4 separate regions of the Sus scrofa genome follow, and all the other regions are linked to region 1. The links are chromatin contacts, called in public HiChIP or PLAC-seq maps. All regions are on one chromosome and are shown on one strand. The core of a region is the stretch at or near the end of the contact, and the rest is flanking DNA. Distances in the headings are between cores, read along the strand shown. Region 1 has its middle 120 kb from the start of BTG1. Region 2 has its middle 88 kb from the start of BTG1. Region 3 overlaps LOC102159120 (a long non-coding RNA gene). Region 4 overlaps LOC110260821 (a long non-coding RNA gene).

What was found. HiChIP or PLAC-seq counts read pairs in DNA pulled down with a chosen protein or histone mark.
Region 2: a contact with region 1 is called in an H3K27ac HiChIP or PLAC-seq map of alveolar macrophages. The contact joins two enhancer-like sites. A contact is called at or near these places in 1 of 47 Hi-C or Micro-C datasets (epiblast stem cells) and 1 of 2 datasets of contacts at active chromatin or transcription factors (alveolar macrophages).
Region 3: an H3K27ac HiChIP or PLAC-seq map of alveolar macrophages shows a contact between it and region 1. The contact joins two enhancer-like sites. A contact is called at or near these places in 1 of 47 Hi-C or Micro-C datasets (embryonic fibroblasts) and 1 of 2 datasets of contacts at active chromatin or transcription factors (alveolar macrophages).
Region 4: a contact with region 1 is called in an H3K27ac HiChIP or PLAC-seq map of alveolar macrophages. The contact joins two enhancer-like sites. A contact is called at or near these places in 2 of 47 Hi-C or Micro-C datasets (epiblast stem cells and heart right ventricle) and 1 of 2 datasets of contacts at active chromatin or transcription factors (alveolar macrophages).

The regions. Positions count from the first base shown.
Region 1 is chr5:90,691,812-90,695,008 of Sscrofa11.1, forward strand. No RefSeq gene overlaps it. Among named protein-coding and RNA genes, the nearest start is that of BTG1, 120 kb to the right of the region's middle. Within about 2 kb of position 1,725, at least 16 of the 83 cell types and tissues checked have an H3K27ac peak or open chromatin away from gene starts, as enhancers often do. A contact at or near this core is called in alveolar macrophages, where this site is marked.
Region 2 is chr5:90,901,254-90,904,244 of Sscrofa11.1, forward strand. No RefSeq gene overlaps it. Among named protein-coding and RNA genes, the nearest start is that of BTG1, 88 kb to the left of the region's middle. Within about 2 kb of position 1,723, at least 19 of the 83 cell types and tissues checked have an H3K27ac peak or open chromatin away from gene starts, as enhancers often do. A contact at or near this core is called in alveolar macrophages, where this site is marked.
Region 3 is chr5:90,933,788-90,936,891 of Sscrofa11.1, forward strand. All of the region lies in intron 1 of LOC102159120 (a long non-coding RNA gene), which reads left to right. Among named protein-coding and RNA genes, the nearest start is that of BTG1, 120 kb to the left of the region's middle. Within about 2 kb of position 1,549, at least 7 of the 83 cell types and tissues checked have an H3K27ac peak or open chromatin away from gene starts, as enhancers often do. A contact at or near this core is called in alveolar macrophages, where this site is marked.
Region 4 is chr5:90,436,965-90,440,104 of Sscrofa11.1, forward strand. LOC110260821 (a long non-coding RNA gene) reads left to right here. Exons shown (of 3, transcript XR_002344330.1): 1 at 1-589. Among named protein-coding and RNA genes, the nearest start is that of PLEKHG7, 130 kb to the left of the region's middle. Within about 2 kb of position 1,742, at least 20 of the 83 cell types and tissues checked have an H3K27ac peak or open chromatin away from gene starts, as enhancers often do. A contact at or near this core is called in alveolar macrophages, where this site is marked.

The DNA.
Region 1 (3,197 bases), core at 475-2,974:
ACGCCACATAGACTGAATTCATGCTTTATTTTCATCTCTGCTCTCTTATTACTTCATCCAAGTGGCCTTCCTCAACCACTATTTAAAATAATATCCTCACTTACCTGCCTTATTTTTCTTTACCTAGTTCCACCTGGCATGTATGCTATTATTTGCTACTTATTGATTGTTTATTAGCTTCTGCTAGGATCTAAATTCTTCCATGGTAAAAAAAAAAAAAAAAATGTCTTTTTTTCACTGTTTCATCTCTAGATATTAGGACAAATCTGGCATCTGACAGCCTTCCAATACATAATGAATTTTAATGAATTAATATATTTGAGCTGAGAGAAAAGGACAAAAGACCCCAGGCAGAAGAAACCAGCACCTACAAAGGAATAAATTTGGTCTGTTGAAAACAGGAGCGAGCAAACTTATAGCCTAGGGACTAAATCTAGGCTGCCACTTGTTTTTTGGAGTAAAGTTTTATTGAAATATAGCCTGGCTCATTCATTTACACTACTGTTTATGAATGCTTTCATTCTACCACAGCAGAGTTGAATAGTTATGAAAAGACCTTACGGCCTGCAACCCTGAACAATTTACTCTGTGGCTTTTTACAGGAAAAGTTTGCCAACCCTTGGTCTGAAGGGTGGCATGCATGGCGGACCTGCTGGGAGATGGGAAGAGTTGGTGAGGGCAAGCTGGAATGGGTTTATGTGAGTTTGGAGTCACATGTAAGTCAAGAGAGAGTGAGACAATGGGTGCTTTTAGGCAAGGGAGTCCCTAAAAGGCAGGAACTCTGTAATGTACCTTGCGTCCAAAAGAGTGCTTTCTGTTTAAACCAGGTATCCCACTGGCAGCTGATGCCAAGACTCCTGCCTTAATGTCACTGCCATGTGTGGGATTAGCTCTTGATATAAGAACCAAAAGGAGGAGAAAAATCCCTTTGCTTCGCCCCACCCCCATACTCTGTGTTGGCCTAGAAATTATCTTTCTCTTGTGGCGAGTCTGATACAGGCGGCTCCAACAGAATCCATTCTTGCCTCTAGGTAACTGGTCTCCTCTGATCTCAAGACTCTCAGAAACATGAGGTTGGTTCTAGGGTCACCAGGAGACTTGTGTCTTCTCAGATTTGTCGGTCCTGCTTTAGGAAGTTTCCGGAATTTGGAAACTTCAGAATTGCGTCTATAGGGGGTGACAAGAAAATCGCTAAATTGTCCGTGGCTTGACAGCTCATCAGACCTTTTCCAAGTTCCCTCAGCCATGATTTGTCAGACTTCGCCACTGGCTTAAGGTCAAAAGATGCTGATCCGTTTTGCTTTTACTCAGACTGGATTTCACAATAAAGCGGCCTTTCCCCTGCTGTCTTTGGTGCTTATGATTTTAGCTCCAGCCAGACCCTACGTAAGGGCAGGAGTAGATTTTGAAGGGGAAAAAAAGGGAACAAATGTGTTCTGAATTTCACAGAACAAAGTGGAGCTCTGGCTTGGGGTGGAGCTTGGGAGTAGCTGCCCCCACCCCTCTTCCCTCTGAGAACGCGGTAGTGAAATCAGGTCTGCTTCAGTGAAGCTGTGGCATTTGGGTTTAATTTGATAGATCCCGAAGTGCCTACTTCGGTTTGAGACTCGGTTCTGGCTTGACTTTTTTTTGCCCATCGCTTAAAGTGTATGTGTAAGCAGAGGAAGCCAAGTTTCCACTTGTATATACTGAATCCTTCAGCCAGAAGCCCACAGCCCTTAGAACAGCTCGTGTCGTTTATTGGCTGGCCTTTAAAAACTCAGAGTATGGGTTAACTGAAAAGTGATAGGTTATCATTTGAAGAAGGAAGTGGAAACTTCCAAAGAGACAACAGTCTAGCACTAAGCCAGAGAAACAGAACGTTGATTTCTGCTATAGCCTTTGGGACCCGCTCTTTCTTCTGGCTTTAGAGTAGATCAGAACTTTTTTTTTCTTTTTTGGTTTAATTTAATACTTCAACGTTCAGGAAGGAACCAGATCAAGCTTTTCTAGGCATTATCGGCCTGGGATGTGCTGAATCAATTGCAGGCTTCATTTTGTAGGAGTCGGTATCAATGGATGGGGTGCTAGCTCAGCCCTTTTGAAAGTAACAGACGGCGTTGGCTCCAATAATTACATTAAGATCGTGGATACACACTTGCCTTGGGGATTTGGAGTTCGGCTTAATCAAATCTGGATTTGACATTTCACAGCCCACATCAAGGATTTCTACAAAGGAACATCAGAGAATTGCCAGCTCTGCTTTTGGTCTGACTTAGTGCCTCCTCCTGGGTAACTGAGCAGGCCTTGTGCTCATCTTGTTGATACTTTGGCTGCATCTCTGCCCAGCTGCACAGCGCTCAAAGCTTCTGCAGGTCATAGTTTCCTGCCATCCGTGGAAAGGCATTTATTTAGTGCCGGCCATGCCCCAGGGCCCCGGGCTAAGATCTGGGATAGATGCGGTGGGGAACGGGACTAACGGGACTCTGAGCTGTGTTCGTAAAATGTGACAAACAGTAAGAGCGACAGAAGCTCCCCTGTGGCTGAAAAGCGATGAGATATTCTTATTCACTCATTACTGCCACGTCCTGGTAGACAATGCCCACCCTGGAGGAGTTTACAGCCCAGTCCAGAGGTTCTCGACTCTAATCGCCCAGGAAGTCCCAGGAATGCCGATTTCCAAGGGAAACAAGGCATCTGCCCTTCTTATAGGCAGATATTTTTGAGGCACTTGTCCTTCGGACCATGCTTTGAGAACTACTGATAAAAGTACAAGTAATGTGAACAAAGCATTGTGAAAATAGCACAATAAGTGCTACACCTGTCACAGTGGAGGCTCAACAGTAGAAGGGCACAGCCCTGATTCGGAGGCCAGAGAAGGTTTCTGAGACGAAGATCTGGATCTTACAGGATGATGGAGGGTTTCATGGGGCAGACAGTGCTGCCGCGGGTGCAACGGCTGGGAGGGGAAGAGCGTGCCAGGCTGAGAGGAGAGCAGGTGAAGGACACCAACGTGGAGCAAGTAGACCTGTTTAGGTGCCCTGTGCGCATAGAGCTGGGAGGGAGAGTGAGGGAATTTGGGCCTAGAAAGCGGGCTGGAGGGAGCTCATGGAAGATCTTGAAAGACAGTGTCGGACTGAGAAATCATTAGTGAGAAACCACTTTGCAGCAGGGCAGTCACGTCATCATGTGCATCTCTTGCAGAGGCGTCGGGTGGC
Region 2 (2,991 bases), core at 473-2,972, 210 kb after region 1:
TATTTGCTTTCCCCCATGTGTTAAAAATATGTACATATATACATATACATATTATATATTTTTCAGAAGCATTTGAGAGTAAGTTACAGATATCATGGCACTTGATTCTTGAATCATGTGCCTCCCTTGAGAACGAGGAACCACAACAGCATTGTAGCTAAAGAAAATGAAGAATCATGGCTGAGCTGGATTTTGGAGACAAGGTAGAGTTTGGGTTTGGAAGGACCAGTGGTAGGTCCTCTTGGGCAGAGGGCTCAGGGTGAGTCCAAGCCTAGATGTAGTGACCTATTTTCATGCCTTTATCTGACAGGAAATGTCTCCTAGACCAGAAAGCCAAAGTGATTTGCAAAAGACCACAAAGGTAGTTTGGAATGGAGCTGGGAACCAGCAGCAGCATTTCCTGCTCCCTTTTCCACTGCTCACCACCACACTCCTCTTCCTGGCACAGTGCTAAAATTAGAACACGACACTCTTGGTTCCTACACAGGGCTACCTTTAAATCAGTCTCAGTTAAAAAAGCTTTTTGGATGGCACCTTTCTGTGTGGGTTTCCAAGATGTTGCCAACCCAAATCCTGCCAGTTCTCCTGGAAGATCCAGGTTTAAACAGGTGGAGAAATAGAAATAGCAATGACTAACTTCACAAGAAATCGTGGAAAAAGCCAGAAGTAATGTCCCAGCTTCCCGGAAGAAAGCAATGCTGTCCTCTGTGCTGGCCTCAGCTCTGCGCTAACCCCCTGGCGTTGATGGCCCAGGGCACCCGGCCTCTCCTCCGCTTCTCACAGCCAAAGAGGATCCAGTAGACACAGGAAGGTGGCTGGGCTGTGAATCCAGACTCTTGAGTACTGCCCTGCCTCTGCCTCTGCCTCTGCCTCTGATGACTTGGCACAGTGGATCTCAATCAAGGGTGCCTTTGTCCCCCAGTGAATGGTTGGCTCTGGCTGGAGACATTTTTGGTTGATGCAGCGGCAGGGCTGTTGGTGGCATCTGGTTGATAATGGCCAGGGATGCTCCTAACTGTCCCACAGGGCCTAGGACAGCCCCCAACAACAAAGGATTACGTGGTCCAACATGTCAGGCGTGCTGAGGTTAAGATGCCGCCTTGGACAAGGCGGTACTTCACTCCTTCATGTGCTCACTTGGAAATGGGGGCAGCTGAGCTGGCCTGGTGGTTTTCCATCTTGATGGTACTGAAGAATCCCCTAAGATGCTTATGAAAAAAGGCAGGTTTCTGGTCTCATCTTCAGGGACGCCATGGTCGGTCCACAGGGCACACCTTGAGAAGTGCCGTTCTGGATGGTTTCTAAGATCTTTCTCTGTCCTCCGGTTTTCCATTTCTAAAGATGCAGATGAGCAGCAAATGTAGATAAGAGCTCCTGCCTGAGCACTAGGTGAATACAGTGGCGTGAAATGATGAGCCTCCTCAAAACCCTCCTCACACACGCATGTACCTCCGCTCCCACAGTCCCGCAGAGGGGTCAGTGTGTATGTGGTGAGGCTGGAGAACAGCCCATCTCTCCAGCTTGGTGGAATTTCCAGGCAGGGGGACTGCCTTTCACTTCCTCCCAGGTGCCGTGCTTTCTCCTGCCTTTGGCTCTTTCCCATTTGCTGAGCTCTGTCTGCCTCTTCCCCCTTCTACTCCAACGCATGGGCTTTGGCTAGACTTACTCATCCTTCAGGTCACAAGCTCGCCGTCACTTCCTCAGGGAAACCCCCATCACTTCCCACCATCGTTCTCATTGCACATCCTGCGGTTGCTTCTATTTAAACAGATCCGTCAGCCCTGCTAGACTGTAAGCTTTGCCACGGTTCGTTCAGCACTGTCCTTCGAAGGTGCTGCTAATTGCCAGCCCCACACAGTGCCTGACATTTTAGAAGGGCTCAGCGAATGTCTGTTGAATGATGAAATGATTGATTGACTGACTGATAGGAGGAGATAAATAAAGACGAATGGGATAGTGATTACAAACAGAGGATACGTAACTTATGAGATCCACCTTGTACGGAAACTCGGCTTGGCCTGGTTAGGGAGCAGGTGTCATTGAGTGGAGCCATGTAACGTACTCGCTCTAACTGGACCTTCTCATCTTTCCTCTGTGGTGCCACCTCATTTGTATGAAAATCTTTTATGTTTGTTTGTTTGTTTGTTTGTTTGTTTTTTAGGGCAGCACCTGCGGCATATGGAAGTTCCCGGGCTAGGGCTCAAATAGGAGCTGCAGCCGCTGGCCTACGCCACAACCACCGTAACCCGGGATCCTAGCCTTGTATGTAGCCTATACCTCAGCTCATGGCAACACCAGATCCTTAACCAATTGAGCAAGGCCAGGGATCGAACCCACATCCTCATGGATACTAGTCAGATTCATTTTTATTGTGCCACCATGGGAACGCCCTGAAAATCTTTCTTTGTTAGGAATCTCTGGTGGCTTTCCATTGCACGTGCAGTAAGGTTGGAAAACCTCAGCATGGAATATGGGCCATGAAAGGCTGGCCCCTACCTTGCCTCTTCCACCACCTCTCCATCCATCCCTGTGCACACTCTGCTTCAGTCAAAGCAAATGCTTCATCCTCTCTGAAATACACACGCAACTCCCATCCTGCCACCTAGCCAACTCTTACTCATATTTTAAGACGCAGGTTAAATGTCACCTCCCCTGCAAAGACTGTTTCAAATCCCCCAATGCTAGACAGCTCAGCATTTTGGGCTCCAATAAGGCTGTGTCTTTATGTAGCCCTTAGAGCATAAGTATTTGTTTATGTGTGTCACTCTCACTAAGAGATGAGCAGCTCTGGGTGGGGGCTATGTGTAACTTACTCATCTTTTATTTTCTATTCCAGTGCTTAGTCAAAGGGAAGTTCTATGAATCCTTGTTGAATGAAAGAAAGAAAGAAAGAAAGGGCGGGTAGAAACAAAGCCAGAATATGACAGTGGATGCAATTTCTAATTTGTTCTTTGTTTTATTTATTTATAGATTTTTTTTTTTTTTTTCCCC
Region 3 (3,104 bases), core at 299-2,798, 240 kb after region 1:
AACATTTAGTAGCCATAAGTGTCAGAATGATTTGTTACATCCATCTTTTTTTCTTTTTCTCTTTCTTTCTTTCTTTCTTTCTTTCTTTCTTTCTTTCTCTCTTTCTTTCTCTTTCTCTCTTTCTTTCTCTCTTTCTCTCTCTCTTTCTCTCTCTCTTTCTCTCTCTCTTTCTCTCTCTCTTTCTTTCTTTCTTTCTTTCTTTCTTTCTTTCTCTCTCTCTCTCTCTCTCTCTCTCTCCCTTCCTTCCTTCCTTCCTTCCTTCCTTCCTTCCTTCCTTCCTTCCTTCCTTCTTTCTTTCAGTTTTGGCCACCCCACAGCATATGGAGTTCCCTGGCAAAGGATCAGATCCAAGCCACAGTCAGGACCTAAGCTGCAGCTGCAGCAACACCAGACCCTTAACGCACTGTGCTTGGCCAGGTATCAAACCTGCATCCCATTGCTCCCAAGGTGCCACTGATCCCATTGTGCCACACTGGGAACTCTGAAAGTAGCCTCTCTTATTGGACAAGCCTACATTTAGAAATAATTTTATCTTCATCAACCCAGCAAGCTTTGTGATTTGGGATTTATGAGTAACTTTTCAGTTATTATAGTCAAAAGTTCAATTACACTTCTTTCCTAAAATGTGCTTATCATATAATAATTTTTTAAAAAATTGATTATTTTCTTTCAAAGGAATATAATAGTTTACATTCATCTATGTATTTCTGTGATTATTTAATTATCTGCTTTCATATCAGGCTATAAGGTCCATGAGGGCAGATATCATTTTTGTTTCGTTTACAGTTGAATCCTAGGGTTTAGTATAATGCTTGGCACCTCGTGTGTGTTCACCTAAGGAGGAAGTGTAGTTGTATAGGCTGACCAGGATGGTTATACCCGATGCTGTTATCTTTGTGTCATTCAAGAACTTTCCAGAAGAAATTATGAGACCCCCCACTAGAGTCTTTCTGAGTTCTCTGTATTATATTGTTGATAGGGAGGCATCTTCTCAGTTAGTGGTTTTCTCTTTCTGGAGGCAAATAGAAATGGTCTTGATCTGGCTGATGGATTTCCTGCAGCCACTAGGTATTAGACAGTGTTTAGATGCTATCTTTTTTTTTTTTTTTCTTTTTTGTCCTTTTGTCTTTTCAGGGCCACGTTTGCCGCATATGGAGGTTCCCAGGCTAGGGGTTCAATTGGAGCTGTAGCTGCCGGCCTGCACCACAGCCACAGCCACGCCAGATCCGAGCCACATCTGCCAGCCATCTACACCACAGTTCACGGCAACACCGGATCCTTAACCCACTGAGCGAGGCCAGGGGTTGAACCCGCAACCTCATGGTTCCTAGTCGGATTCATTTCCTCTGCGCCATGACAGGAACTCCTGTTTTTGCTGTTTGTTATTTCTGGAGAAAGGCTGTTTGTATACCAGGTTTAAACATCTAATTGATGGTGCATCCTCCTCTACTTCCCCACAAACTTTTATGACCCTTCCTATAGATCCTTAATTTCAATTTGCCAAAGTACTTGGTTAAGCATTCTGACTCATCGTCCTCCCCAAGGACGCGGTGACTCACACCAGCCAGCCAGAGAGACCAGAGTCAGGACAACACCCGCAGATGCAGGATGTGCCCCCTGAGGACACAGTGGCAAGACGAGCCGGTGGGGACAGAGCTTCTCGCTGATTTTATGTCCAAGCAATGTCACAGCTCAGTTAGATCAGGAATTCTGAGCATTTTTATAATATGTCTTCATAAATCGTAACTGTAGCAGACGGAGCTTGGGTACTACATGGAAAGCAATGCCATCATATTGTTTGAAGAATTTTGCAAGGATAAAAAAGGTTCAGTAGGGTTAAAAGAAAAATCATCTCAATTCTCTTTCTTTCTTATTTCCTCACTCCTTTCCTTTTTCATTTGTTCGTTTGTTCCTCCCTCCCTTTCGTTTCATAGGCAAGCCATTTTCTAGAGGGAAATTCTTGAATCTTAGAGTCAGGCAGTTACTATTTAGCGTCTTGATGTTGCCATTTTCAATCAAGTCACTTTAACCCTTTCTGAGGCTCAGTTTCCTCAACAGGCGGATCATAAATACTCACATCACAGGGTTTAGGGAAACTTAAGTAATACAATAATATCAGGTACTATTTATTAAACATCAATATATGCATTATCTAATTTAATACTAACAATAACTTTGCAAATAAAATGTCTGGTACATGGTAGGTGGCATATAAATAACCAGGTAGTGGAAATATTGTGTGATTTCTATACGATGTTTTTTAAGTAAATGCTTACTTTATTATTTATTAGGTGCCATTTTCATGTCCTTAGGCTCCGCTGTCCCTGCCACCAAAGTAAAACTGATTATTCATTTGTTCAAAAGGGGTTCTTTGAGCATCTGCTGTATACCAGGTATGGCATGTGTTACTTGGGGGAAAATAGGGAGCAGGGAACAAGACACAGTCCCTAACTTCACAGGGGTTATAACTGAGCAGAGGTTCTAGATAAATAAAAAGACAGTTGTAACCAAGAGCGATGATCTTGACAGTAGGAAATACAAAGCAGATGTCTCAGGAGAGACCCTCTAATCCCAGTTCAGGGGTTCAGTGAGAGCTCCTTGGAGGACATTACGTCTACGCTGGGACTTGAGCGGACAATAAAATGGGGATTCCAGCCTGCAGTGCACTCCAGGGAACTCTCGATTCAGAGGCACCAAGTGGAGACGCACTGTGACGTATGAGAGACACCAGAAGCAGTTCCTTCTGGAGTTTGAGGGGCTGCATGGTGAGAGCTGCAGCTGGGTAGGCCGGGCTGCTAGGTCATAGACAGGCCTGGGGCCCATCCAGCAGACACCGTCTCATCTCTGGCTGCCTTCAAGCTGTTCCTGAGTCCTCAGTTCCTCTCCTCCTCAGCGGGGCTCTGGAACGAGGGCCAGCTGTCCCACTGCCTGCAGACTCCTGGTCCGAGGGGGCATACAGATAGGGTGCTGACCCCTTATTCTCATGTAATCTTTTAAGCTGTGTTCTTGGTCCTGAAGAAGAAAGGCTTATCTTCCTAGTAACGTGTCAAGACATCCTTGCTCAGTTGGCTATCTCTCAATATCAGCCCTCCCCAAATGGAGGG
Region 4 (3,140 bases), core at 492-2,991, 250 kb before region 1:
GCCATGGAGTCGAACTATATGGCTGCACCTGGTGGCATGGTGGGCCCTTCCCAGTGTCTCTCATTTTATTCTAGGCACGAAGACTGTTTTGCTGTTTACTCATTTTACTTTAATTTGGCTTTATCGTCTCTTCTCCCGTATCTGAACTTTTCCCAGCACGTGGAGGCCTTTTGCTTTCCTACCCAAAAGAAGATTCTGTTAACTGTGTGAAGTATTTTGGGTTGCCAAGGAAACAGAAGACTAGTCTGGACTCATCAGAGAGTGGCAACATTTTGACGGACCATGGGGAAGGGTGCTGCCAAGCTCTGCTCAGGTAGCGGAGATGGAAAGGCTGAGGTGTGGTGGTAGGGATGCTCACCCAGGGATTCTGCCATGCCCTCATGAATAATAACCATCATCATTATGAACGTGGTGAAGCAGAAGGGGAATAATGAGTTGAGGAAGTTGATAGAAAAAGTCACATCAGTTTTATGGCCAGAAGACGTGGTGGACAACTTCATTTTCTAGTGGAGAGAGATGGTGATTTTTATAACTTAGAAGTGTTTGTCAAGGAACTGCAGAATCCACAGCTGAACAAGAGGAAAAACAGGTCAGATTCAAAGAATGGCTGTGAATTTACCCTGAGATGTTTGCTAGGAGTGTGAAAACGAATTGAGATAGCAAGTGAATGCCTGCTTATTTGTTAATATGTGGGTAGACTCATGGAAAGAGTTGGAAATGTTTGAGGTCATCCAGCCTAGGTGTTTTCAAACACTTTATTCTTTAAAATAGCACAAGTTAAAAAATAAACTTTTTTTTTTTTTTTTTTTTTTTTTTTTTTGTTCAACTTCAGTGTAAAACAGGGAAAAGCAAAAGTGGTTGTGTCGGAAGAGGAAGTGGGGAGTTGAGAGCAGGACCCTCGTGGGTTTGTGTCTCTCTCCACCCACCTGGTTTTTCCATGAGACACCACTGTGCTAAGGACTCGGTTAGAAAACCTCCTCATTTCATAAACAGGGGGTAGGATGACTTACCTAGAATCGTTCAGTTAGGTACGAGGTACACCCGCTCCCTGGGCACTGATGTTTCCCTTACGTCAGACGTGGAGTCTCAGTGGTGATCCCCGTTTCCCGAGCCGCCTCTAACCCTTCCTACTTGTCATGTCAGCAGGGTTCTATTTCTCATATTCTTCTTTCCCTATTACTTAATAGACTTCATCCCCGTCACTGCAGTTCTCATAACAAAACTTAAACAAAAACATATTTGGCTCCATATATCCATGAGTCGAAGTAGGAAGATGGGCTCTGACTTCCTCAGCAGCTGCTGCTCTCAGACGTCCCTTGTGACCAGGGCCCCCCTCCCCAGTTCCATGACCAATACGTAGTGGGAGGGGGGCAGGGAGGTGGAATCTGTGTTGTCATCTAGTATTGTACTCCCCTGCCATGTGACAGAGTAGAGTAATGAGAAACTCTCTGCAGGTCTTGGGTTTTTGAATGCTGCTGTCTTTCTCAGAACTGACATTGTCTCTGGCCTCTGATAAATGATACATTCTCATATCCTGTTTTGTGAGATTTTTTAATCTTGTGTAGCTAATAAGCAGACTCTTACAAAGCATGATAGCATCTATCACCTGAATAAAAGAAGTGGCAATTGTATATGCATTTCTAGGGATCGTCGATTTTTTACACTCAGGGAATTTCTCGTTATTTTTTGCTATTGTAATGAGGAAGTTGCTGCCAGGAGTGGTGAAGAGCTGTGTCAGTGAGTCAGCAAGTTGGCGGCGTGAACTCAGTCCTCCTTGCTCAAGACCCATTGTTCCTACCACCCTGTTTGGTTTGATCGAAAAAACATGCACTTGCTTCCTCTAGTGCAAAATATCCGTGAGAATGAGAGAGAGAGATTTTCCTGTTTCTTGGAGGGGAAGGGTAGGAATAAAGACCCTCATTTATAGGAGATTGGCTTTTTTAAATGGCTTGCCAGCACCTTTAGTCTTTGTTTGGTCTGAGAGGGTAGGTACTGTTTCCTCCTAGGAGTTTAGGCATTTTATCAGTAGATCTGGTTGCAGTTTTTACATTAATGAATGCATCCTTTATCTTTTACATGGAATAAGATTCAGTTTGGTCCATTGGTTCAAATACTATTAAGGTTATAGGTTGGAACTCCTTTGAGCTAATTCGTGAAAACCAGACCCATGGCCACTGATTTCACCATCAAATACGGGCAGCCGTCATGCTCATTGGGACGATAGGTCTCTGCAAATCTAATCATCTGTCTTGGGGAGATGAAGTAACCTATATATGACAGTGATGAGAGGGGGAGCCTTCACTGTATTAGCTTCATCTTCAAAGAGTAGATTGTTGTTATTTTTCCTATCTTTGTAAGCAGTCTGTTAGAGGTTAGGAGTTTGGCCTCTGGAGCTGGACTGCCTGGGTCTGAATCCCAGGCCTGCTTTTTATTGGCCGTATGACCTTCATTGAGTTAGGCAACCTCACGATGCCCATTTTTTTGCATTTGTAGGGTAGGTTAATACGAGTAACCACCACAGGGTGTTCTGAAGATTAAACAAATAAATACATACAGCTGCTGAAATAGTCTGGCATAGAGTTAGTGCTTAATAAATATTACCTATTATTCTCTAAACTCAGATACACATCAAACTTCTAATTGTTTCAAACTGTGACATGATAAGTGTTGTTTGAAGCAGTTACATTTTTTTTTTTTTTGTCTTTTTTGGGGCCATACCTGCGGCATATGGAGGTTCCCAGGCTAGGGGTCCAGTTGGAGCTGTGGCTGCCAGCTTATGCCAGAGCCACAGCAACGCAGGATCCGAGCTGTGTCTGCAACATACACCACAGCTCATGGCAACGCTGGATCCTTGACCCACTGAGCAAGGCCAGGGATCAAACCCATGTCCTCATGGATGCTAGTTGGGTTTGTTAACCCCTGAGCCACAGCAGGAACTTCCAGAAGCAGTTACATTTTGGAATGATTTGTTACACAGTCAGAGATAACCAGTTTACACACTAACCATAATTAAGAGTCATCACTGATATTGGAGATAGTCTAGGTAGGGCATATCTCTTTTTTTGGTCTTTCTGTCTTTTCTAGGGCTGCACCTGCAGCATATGGAGGTTCCCAGGCTAGGGGTCTAATTGGAGCTGTAG